Regions from separate parts of the Mus musculus genome. Here region 1 is linked to region 2. A link is a contact called in public promoter capture Hi-C data. All regions are on one chromosome and are shown on one strand. Each heading gives the region's core, a stretch centred on a gene start, on an enhancer-like site or on the middle of the called end of the contact. The rest is flanking DNA. Distances are from core to core; before and after follow the strand shown.

Evidence for each region. Promoter capture Hi-C pulls out the DNA fragments that hold promoters and counts their contacts.
Region 1: a promoter capture Hi-C map of hippocampal neurons shows a contact between it and region 2, with 2.9 times the contacts expected there. The contact joins two enhancer-like sites. A contact is called at or near these places in 3 of 39 promoter capture datasets (cranial neural crest, hippocampal neurons and maxillary cranial neural crest), 1 of 484 Hi-C or Micro-C datasets (cerebral cortex) and 1 of 115 datasets of contacts at active chromatin or transcription factors (large pre-B cells).

What each region holds. Positions count from the first base shown.
Region 1 is chr4:7,578,522-7,582,859 of GRCm38.p6, forward strand. Gm33752 (a long non-coding RNA gene) reads right to left here. Exons shown (of 4, transcript XR_390374.3): 4 at 3,069-3,304. Among named protein-coding and RNA genes, the nearest start is that of 8430436N08Rik, 20 kb to the left of the region's middle. Within about 2 kb of position 2,565, at least 42 of the 459 cell types and tissues checked have an H3K27ac peak or open chromatin away from gene starts, as enhancers often do. A contact at or near this core is called in hippocampal neurons, where this site is marked.
Region 2 is chr4:6,686,450-6,690,432 of GRCm38.p6, forward strand. It overlaps Tox (thymocyte selection-associated high mobility group box), which reads right to left. Exons shown (of 9, transcript NM_145711.5): 8 at 2,370-2,521; 9 at 1-2,012. The coding sequence ends at 1,976. Among named protein-coding and RNA genes, the nearest start is that of Gm11802, 12 kb to the right of the region's middle. Within about 2 kb of position 2,377, at least 12 of the 459 cell types and tissues checked have an H3K27ac peak or open chromatin away from gene starts, as enhancers often do. A contact at or near this core is called in hippocampal neurons, where this site is marked.

The DNA of each region.
Region 1 (4,338 bases), core at 1,315-3,814, 890 kb after region 2:
TGGCAATCCTGGAGAAAAAAATTTCAAGTCTCTAAAATGTCTATATTTTTCCTTTAAATGTTTACTTTGTCTCAGTAGGCATTGTTTTCTTAGTGATACACACACACACACACATATATATATGCATATATGTACATATATGCACATATACATACATACATACATACATACATACGTACATACATACAGTGAATGGATAGAGAGGTCAGAATTCAGAATAGTCATATTTAAGAACTATGTGGAAATGGAGTCTCCAGTCTCTACAGAATGTCAGTGGCTATTATGATTTTTTTGTTTAGGTCAGTTGCTTCTCACTACAGATCATCTTATGTTGGTAGTTGGAAGAAAATGTATCCTTATTTGAGAGAAATATTAAATTGCACCTTTCCCTTTAACTATAGAAACCCCTATTTTCCCCCTGCAAACCATGCCAAGTATAGATGACCTCAGGCAAAAGCTGGCTAAGGATCAAGAACCATCTTGTTATTTTCTGCAGACTTTCCCAGTAATAATATTCTCTTCTCTGCCAACAATTTCCATTGCCTTGTATGTGATCAGGAAAATTGGGATTTATGTTCAGCTGATTTGTAATTGAAGGAGAATTATATTGCAAGTTTCTTTTTTGGATCCATTCCCATTTTGTTAGGCAAACACAGATGATCTGTCAGTGACACACATTCATAAAGTGATTTGATCTCTTTTGTGTCTATAAATCGAAGGTATTATATTCTCTGAATTTAAATTAAATCATACATTATTCTATGTAATAAGCCATCTAATATAACCAACTTTGAAACCAGTATTTCTCTTGCCAATTGTCAGTAGACTCAAAAATAAGACGTGTCTTTTATATTTGACAGATTAAGACAAAACATTCTTTTGAAATTGCAAGTAAAAGGCATAGCTTTTGGGTTCCCTTGGCAATACAAATAAGGAGTTATATTTTGTTCATTAAACACAGTGTCACACTGTGATGTTAGTGGAATAGATATGGAAGTGGCTTTATGTTTGAGTTCTGATACCATTGCATCACTATTATTGGAAAAAAAAATCTAGACTGGCTTCTAAAGTACATGGTCATCAGTAAATGATGTCAACTATAGCAGACTTCTCTTATGGCTAGTTTATCTGGCGAGTTTATTTGTTACATTAACAGCCATCAATCTTCATATATATGTATATATATACACATTCCTTTGGGATATATGTCCAGGTACTAGAAACTGAAAACCTAAATTCTTATGAAGAAGGGTATTTAGGTGACATGTTCTGGGCATCAGTCACATAAGTGTCCCCACTGGTAAAGACAAAACAAATTACAAAGTGAAATCAATATACTACAGTGGCTCTCCTATAACACTAAATACTGAGCCAATCAACTTCAAAACCACATCCCCTAATTTTTACAAATTTATTTATGCCAGAAGGGGTAGAAAAGTATCAGAAGGAGATCAGTTCCCTCTCTTCTTGCCCATACACTAAGGTTCTGAGACTTCTTCTGCACGCCACCTTGCTGAACAGCGTCCACCTCATTCCCATGAGGACTGGCAATCATTGGCTCACTTTACCCCTATGTTTTGCATGTAAGAAGCTCACCATTTCTTTTTCCTTTAATATGAAGTATTTATTGTGTTCACCTCTGTTTGAATTACTTTACAAGGCAAGACTAGATGGAGCTGTTAAAAACCCACATACAGAGAACATTGAATACTCTTCTTTGGGCAATTTCCTAATTAGCCTCTCCTTTTAACTTTAATAATGACATTCTTCAAGTCAGCAGCTGCCTAGTCTGTAGTTCCATAGATAATGCTTCAGCACCTTTGTTTATTGGCCTTGACCTTGTTCTTCTAACCTTGACTGTCTAGCCTTCATCATCTGCTGATTAATTTTGGTGTTGGACCAACATCGTCATGGGAAATGTAAGCATGGTTCTAGTTACTGATTTTGAGGCCATCTTTGGAACATCACATGACTGTAAACAAGGTGTTTTCGATGATCTCACTGGTCTATTTGGGGATTAGACTGAACCCTCAGTAGAACAAAACAGTCTGTTAAATGTTTTACAAGGTCTTTGATCACAGAATTCTGACTTACTACCTTTGGAGTTTGTCTTGTGTCAAAGACCTGGGCCCCAGTAAGGTAAATGGAGAAAGCAAAAGCTTAATAATCTCCCGAGTAAGCTCCGAGCAGCCTCCTCCATGATGGTTCCTAAGATCCTCGGTAGATATTATCCTGCTGGGGTTACTGGGACAATGAAAAGAAGAGGAGCCATCATTACTGTGCGACGGAAGATTTCTTGTGTGTGTGCGTGTAAATTATAAATATTACTTTTCTCCCCACCTTCAGTTTTTAAAATGTGGTTTCACATTTCATTTAATGCTAAATGGTTCATTGCATAGAGTCGCAACTCAGTTCTCTTATTACAGTGTTATCTTTCACTTTGTCAAAATATGTCGACTTGATAAGAAATCTGACAGAAGTTGCTTATGATGGGATCGCTAACAGCCATCAGTTTCTCTCTAGCAAATGAAACTGTAACCATGGTGACGGCCTTTTTTTTTGCCAGAATGAAAATGAGACAGCACTCTGCTGCAGCCATTAGCAGAATACACAAATGTCCCTTAAGGCAAACATCTAAAGCAAATGGACTGCAAAGGAAGGAGCACTAATTTCTATTTATTTAGGATTTGTAAACCTAGCAGAGCAAGATATTAACAAAGGAACAAACAAAGACAGCTTTAAAACTCCCTGCTGCTTGCGTTTTTCCTTCTGGTTTGTGAAACTCCTCTTCTCAAACCTAGAAACCTTTGGTCTGATTCCCCTACTCTGGTGTTAAATAATACCAGCAATGTGCCTTTGACACTACCCCTGGATATTCCATGGGCTTTCATTCTCCCCTTGTGTGAAGAGGAAAAAGAAACTTAATCTAGTAGAAAAGGTACTTTAAATGATAAAGAGTTGCTCCTCCCCCCCCCCTTTTTTTAAGGTGCATTTTAGGGAAAACTATCAAAAAGTGAAATACAAGATGTCCCTTTTCATATACTTTAATTTTCAAAGAGGCACGTTCATTCTGATAAGGTGCATAGAAGCTGATAATAAGTCTATTCTAACACTATCAGCAATCAGCCGCAGACTGTCAGACCTTTCAAGTGTCACACGCCTCTCAGTGTCTTCTTATTCACCCTTAGTCCCATCTCTCTTGAAACTCCGCAGGGCATGCAGATATTCTCCTGACAGGCTCCGCATAGGTGAACGTTCTTCAGCCTTCTGCGAGACAAGAAGACTGTTTTCAGCTCTCTAGCACCTAAAACAAAACAGTACTTTAAAATGATGTCTCAGTCTGCCTCTTACTCTCTTCCTTAAAGATGCAGCTCCCTGGACTCCATCCTTCCTGCTTTCCTTCTTCATGGAATTATATTAACGATAGACAAAATTAATGTTTTTCAGTATTCCACTTAGTAAGCATACTGATTCTGCTAAAATATTTGTGCAGTTTAAAACCATGCTTTGATCCACAGAACAATGCGTGTTTTACAGAGTGCGAAAAGCTTCACAAAAGCCCATTTGTCTAGATATTAGGCCAGGATCCCTGCTGCCACCTCAGAAAGGAACAAAGTATTAAGATCATAGGAAGACATTTCTGTCAGGTTCTCACTGAGAATCAGAGGCAGCTGCCACTGAGATGTTGCTGTGGAAATCTGTGTCCGGAGCTACATAATTAACCTGTGGAATCATCTCTTATCAACTGCAGTGTAGATTCTCATTCCTGGAATGTCTCTTTCTTTGTTTTCAAGTTGCTTGCTTAAGTAAGTCATATCTGTAACATTTGTCTACCTTGTCAAATCTGAGTATCTGACTTGAGTCACGGTGGAGTTGATTGAACATAAAAAGTTACTTCTGGCCATACTCTAGACTCCAACATATACAAATGGTTTCTATAAAATATAAATATCCAGGGACACATAATAACACTGGTAAGAATTTCTTAGGAGTTTTGCAGATGTTAGAAATTGTGCTGTGATAGAGGGAAACTTAAGGACCCTACAGCAATTATACAGAAGATGAATAATATCAGCTCTAGGCCCATGACAGTGGGGTCAGAAAAGACCAGATAGAGAGTAAACAAGTCTGAAGAGCAAGAAGGAAGAAACTTTATAATTAAGGAAGAATAATAAGTCAGATATATTTGTTTTTCTCTAAATTAAACATAAATTGCAATATGTGATTTAATATTTGCTGCAGACATGCCCATGTGGTGACATGTTATCAGACACAGACCTGCATTGGTATCAACCACTACTCACTCTATCTGTCATTAGGCTGAACCTCAGCTTCCTC
Region 2 (3,983 bases), core at 1,127-3,626:
AAGTTTGAGCTCTCAACCCCCGTCATTTTAATAATAACACCGGATCTGCATTATTTATTAGTTATTACATGCCGAGTGATTCAACGTTGTACAGTGTCTGAAAATCAATCCAAAGCAAGCAAGCCTTTTGTCTTTTCAATTTTGACTGGATTACATGATGTATTTAAATTGCTAAGGTTATTTCATACATTCCACAAAACCACCATTCTCTTCATGTCTAGCCAGATGAATTTATGTGACCGAAGTCTGTGGAAGGGGACCTTTCCTCACCCCTTCCTTCTGCTATCAGAGCTATGCAAAGCCCTACTGGCACATCGCTAGTGGTGACCCAGGATTTGTGGAAAAGGAAGAGAGCAGAGACGGGGGATAGCAGGGTGCTCAGTTTCTAGCAACTGCGTCCACTTCCCATGATTTTCCTATTTCTTGAGCTGGTCTGACTACTAGCCCTTCATTTCTAGATTGATTCTAGACACCATATCCCCTTTGATCTCTTCCTGAACCCTTGGTCAATTCTTAAATGTTTTCTGCATGCCATGAGAAGCATGTGACTTTTGGGATTCTGGGTGACTCAACTTGAATTTGGTTCTTAGCATTTGTGTGTGTGTGTGGGGGGGGGGGTTGGGGTTGGGGGGGTGGGGGTTGGGGTGGGGGGTGGCAACTGTTTTGGAACTGAGAAGTGAGAAACAGCTCTTTTTATCTCTTTAGGAAGAGGATGCACTGGTGTTTGCTTAGGCCTGGCAAGGGTGGCACCTCAGGAGCAGTTTTCTGTTGTGTTGCTCAGGAAAAGAAGATTGCTAAGTAGAATTGTTTTTCATTTATGTCAACAAAAGATATGCAAAAATACAGATTCGTTCCTCTAGTTTGCTACTAAATGAAAAGCAGATTTGGTTTTATTCATGTCACTGTAAAAACTAAATAAGTACTCACACCAAGCATGGATTTTTTTTTTTTTTTTTGCCAGCAAAAATTAAAACATCAATGAAACCTCTTTCAAATACTAACAAATTTACTTACAAACACCTATATTTATTATTTCATAAATAGGCGCAACAAGTTTCATAAAAAAAAGAAGAAAACGATTAAATACAGACACAGTATGGAGAAACAGTAACACAGAGCCATAGATAAAGAGGAGCACTTAGCTAGCGCGTTCCGGCCTGTTTCTGCAGCTAAGATGCCAGTGAGCATTTGGCAGCTTTATCCATAACAGGACTTGGATGACATTTACTAATCATTACACAAAAGTGATACAAAAAAGGATTTTTTTTTCTGCAATACAAAATAAATGTGTTTGCGCTTCCCTCCATACTAGCTTCTTTTTTGTCTGATCAATAAGACAAAGCCAAATTGTTTTTAAATTAAAATCATTTGGGAATATTTTTTCAAGTATTTTGAAAATATAGAACTATTAGTAAGTTGTTTTTAAAAATGAAGTAAAAATATGAATGTTTGCCAATTTTAATCCCTCTGTGAAATCAACAAACTGGGGTGAGCCAGTTTCAAATTACAATTTAGCTACAAAAACATTCACATTTTATACTCTAGGAGAGTGTAACATAGATGCTATTTACAAACTTGCTATGACTGCTACATCAAGCCATTTAAAAAGTCTTTAGTAGTTTCATATAAACACCCATTATGAAAACCAATGGAAAACCCAGGACCGTTTACCCCAGACATCTACCGTTGCTAAGGCAGTTACTAGAGCCGCAGCACTTCACAGCAAAACCAACAGAAATCAGAATGGTCCACACTTCCTTCTGGGAAGAGGAACAATGTCCATAAAAGATTAAAAAAATAATAAAGAAGCATGACTATTTCTTCCAGCGTGGGTGACCCACAAGCTCACATGGTCCTAAGTGCTTAGTAACTTGTATTTTCTAATCAAATGAAGAACTGCTTTGAGTGCGCAAAGCAATCCATGGTGAAAAGATTTCCCTGAACTCCTCAGTGGAAAGAAGAGGTGTCGAGATTTTCAGGTGAGATACAGCGCTTTGTCCCTCTGCATGCCCCTGTGTGGAGAGAAAACACGGTTACAAGAAAATCAGAATCACAGTGGGAGGGGGTGGCAGAGGGAGTTGGGGTGGTGAGGCTAGTATTATTTGTGCTAGCTCAAGCGCATAGATAGTTGACCTAAATCCCTAGGAAAGAGAAACATGGAGGCATTTGTTCTTGGAAAGACTAGAAGATGATGGCTCTACATTTTATGTATGTATGTATGTATGTATGTATGTATGTATGTATGTATGTATGTATGTATGTATGTAAGTTACTTTTCTGAAGCCTTCCTGGACATGAGGCCCCACTCCCGAACGGAGGCGCATGCTGTGAGACTCTCCACCACCAGGTGGCGATGGCCGGCCGCTTACCCACTACTGCAGTAGTCGGTACTCCAGTCCACGGGCTGTGGGGGCGGATTTCTGCACCCAGAACGCACGTACTCCATCGCTTGGGTGACAACTTGTGCAGCTGTAGATGTAGGGTTGATAATAGTCTGATAGTCGGGTTGAAGAGTAAATCCCTGAAGGAAAAGCAAATCTACATTTGAGAAAAGGCGGTACCTTTTAAAGCAAAGAGCAGAGACATAGTTATCCACACCCGCAAATATGGTAGGCCACCTCACTTCTGTAGGAACCAGCGGAAGGGGCTCCCTGACTTAGAGTAAAAAAGAAACACCCATCACCTCATTATCCTTACCTTTCCTTCGCTTAACCAGGTGTCCAAAACCCTTTCATTACACCCTTTGGCAGATACATTGAGTTGGGAAACAATTTAAAATATAGAAAAGCCAACTCAATGTAAGCAAAGGGAGAATGAACGTAAGCTTCTCACAGTTGATGGTTTCTATCAACCTAACACACATTAATGGTTAAGCCCCAGAGTAAGCGACCGAGCCTTCCTGAAGGATTCAGGCAGCAGGTGGCTGAGTGTTTTATTAGGCTACACCTATTCACACATTGTTACTCAAAACCCTTTTTTTCATTCAGTCACAATGGGACCATCTGCTGCTTTTTCTTTATTTGTATTTCTCTTATCAGCTAAAAATTTCAACCAAAGAGTTGTTTCTGTTTTGTTTTTTTTTTTTAAATCAGTTGTTGGACTAATACAGAGACAGAAAACAACTAGCCATTGGAAAACATAGGGACTAAAACATGTAAAGACAGAAAATATTTTTAATTGAAAACTCTCTTAGCTGGCAAACAATACTCAGACTTCAGGAAGATTCTTTTAATTCACTAGTGATGAAGTGTTGACTTTTAATCCCAGCAAAGCTATTAAAAATTCAAGGACGGAATCTCTGAAGTATATAGCTATATCTGGTAAACAAAACACATTATACACAATTTATTTTTAGCGTATCAGGTGAATTCAAGAGCAGCAGAAGCAGGCTTTGTTGGAAGTGACCACAGAAAGAAGCGGAATTAATCTCATGGCTGTCTCTGCAGCAGATTCTAGCCATGGTTTTTAACATCCAAGAAATCAAGATTCAAAATGCACCATGCACAATTTAGTTTCAAGTAGCTTTGGAAGGCGAAATATTACTGACATATTCCTTAAACTAAGCAGGATGGTGGGAGGGTTGATTTTTAAATAAGATTTTTCCTTAGACTTTTACTCATGTGTGGGTGGTCCCTCACATAGTGATTTGAAAACTATGTCTACTTCAATCTTCCTTAGCCCTCTGGTTGGCTTCTAGAGATCTACTGATTTACCATTCCACTGATAAGCCCATGTTACCCCGATAGACCCATGTCCATGTCTATTCCACTGAAACTGTGGAGAGAGGCAAAATTCAGGGTGAAAAGTCACCAACAAGTCAAGAGTTTAGTATTACTGGTTGTTGACCCAACACACCCTTACAGCAGTAGATTTCCTAAGTAACAACTGCCTTGGAGGAGGAGGTCCTGAACAGAGGCCCCTGTAGCTCAGGCTCCAGGCATCTTCCTGTAGCTCAGGGAAGGCAGTTGTCCACTGGCTTTCCA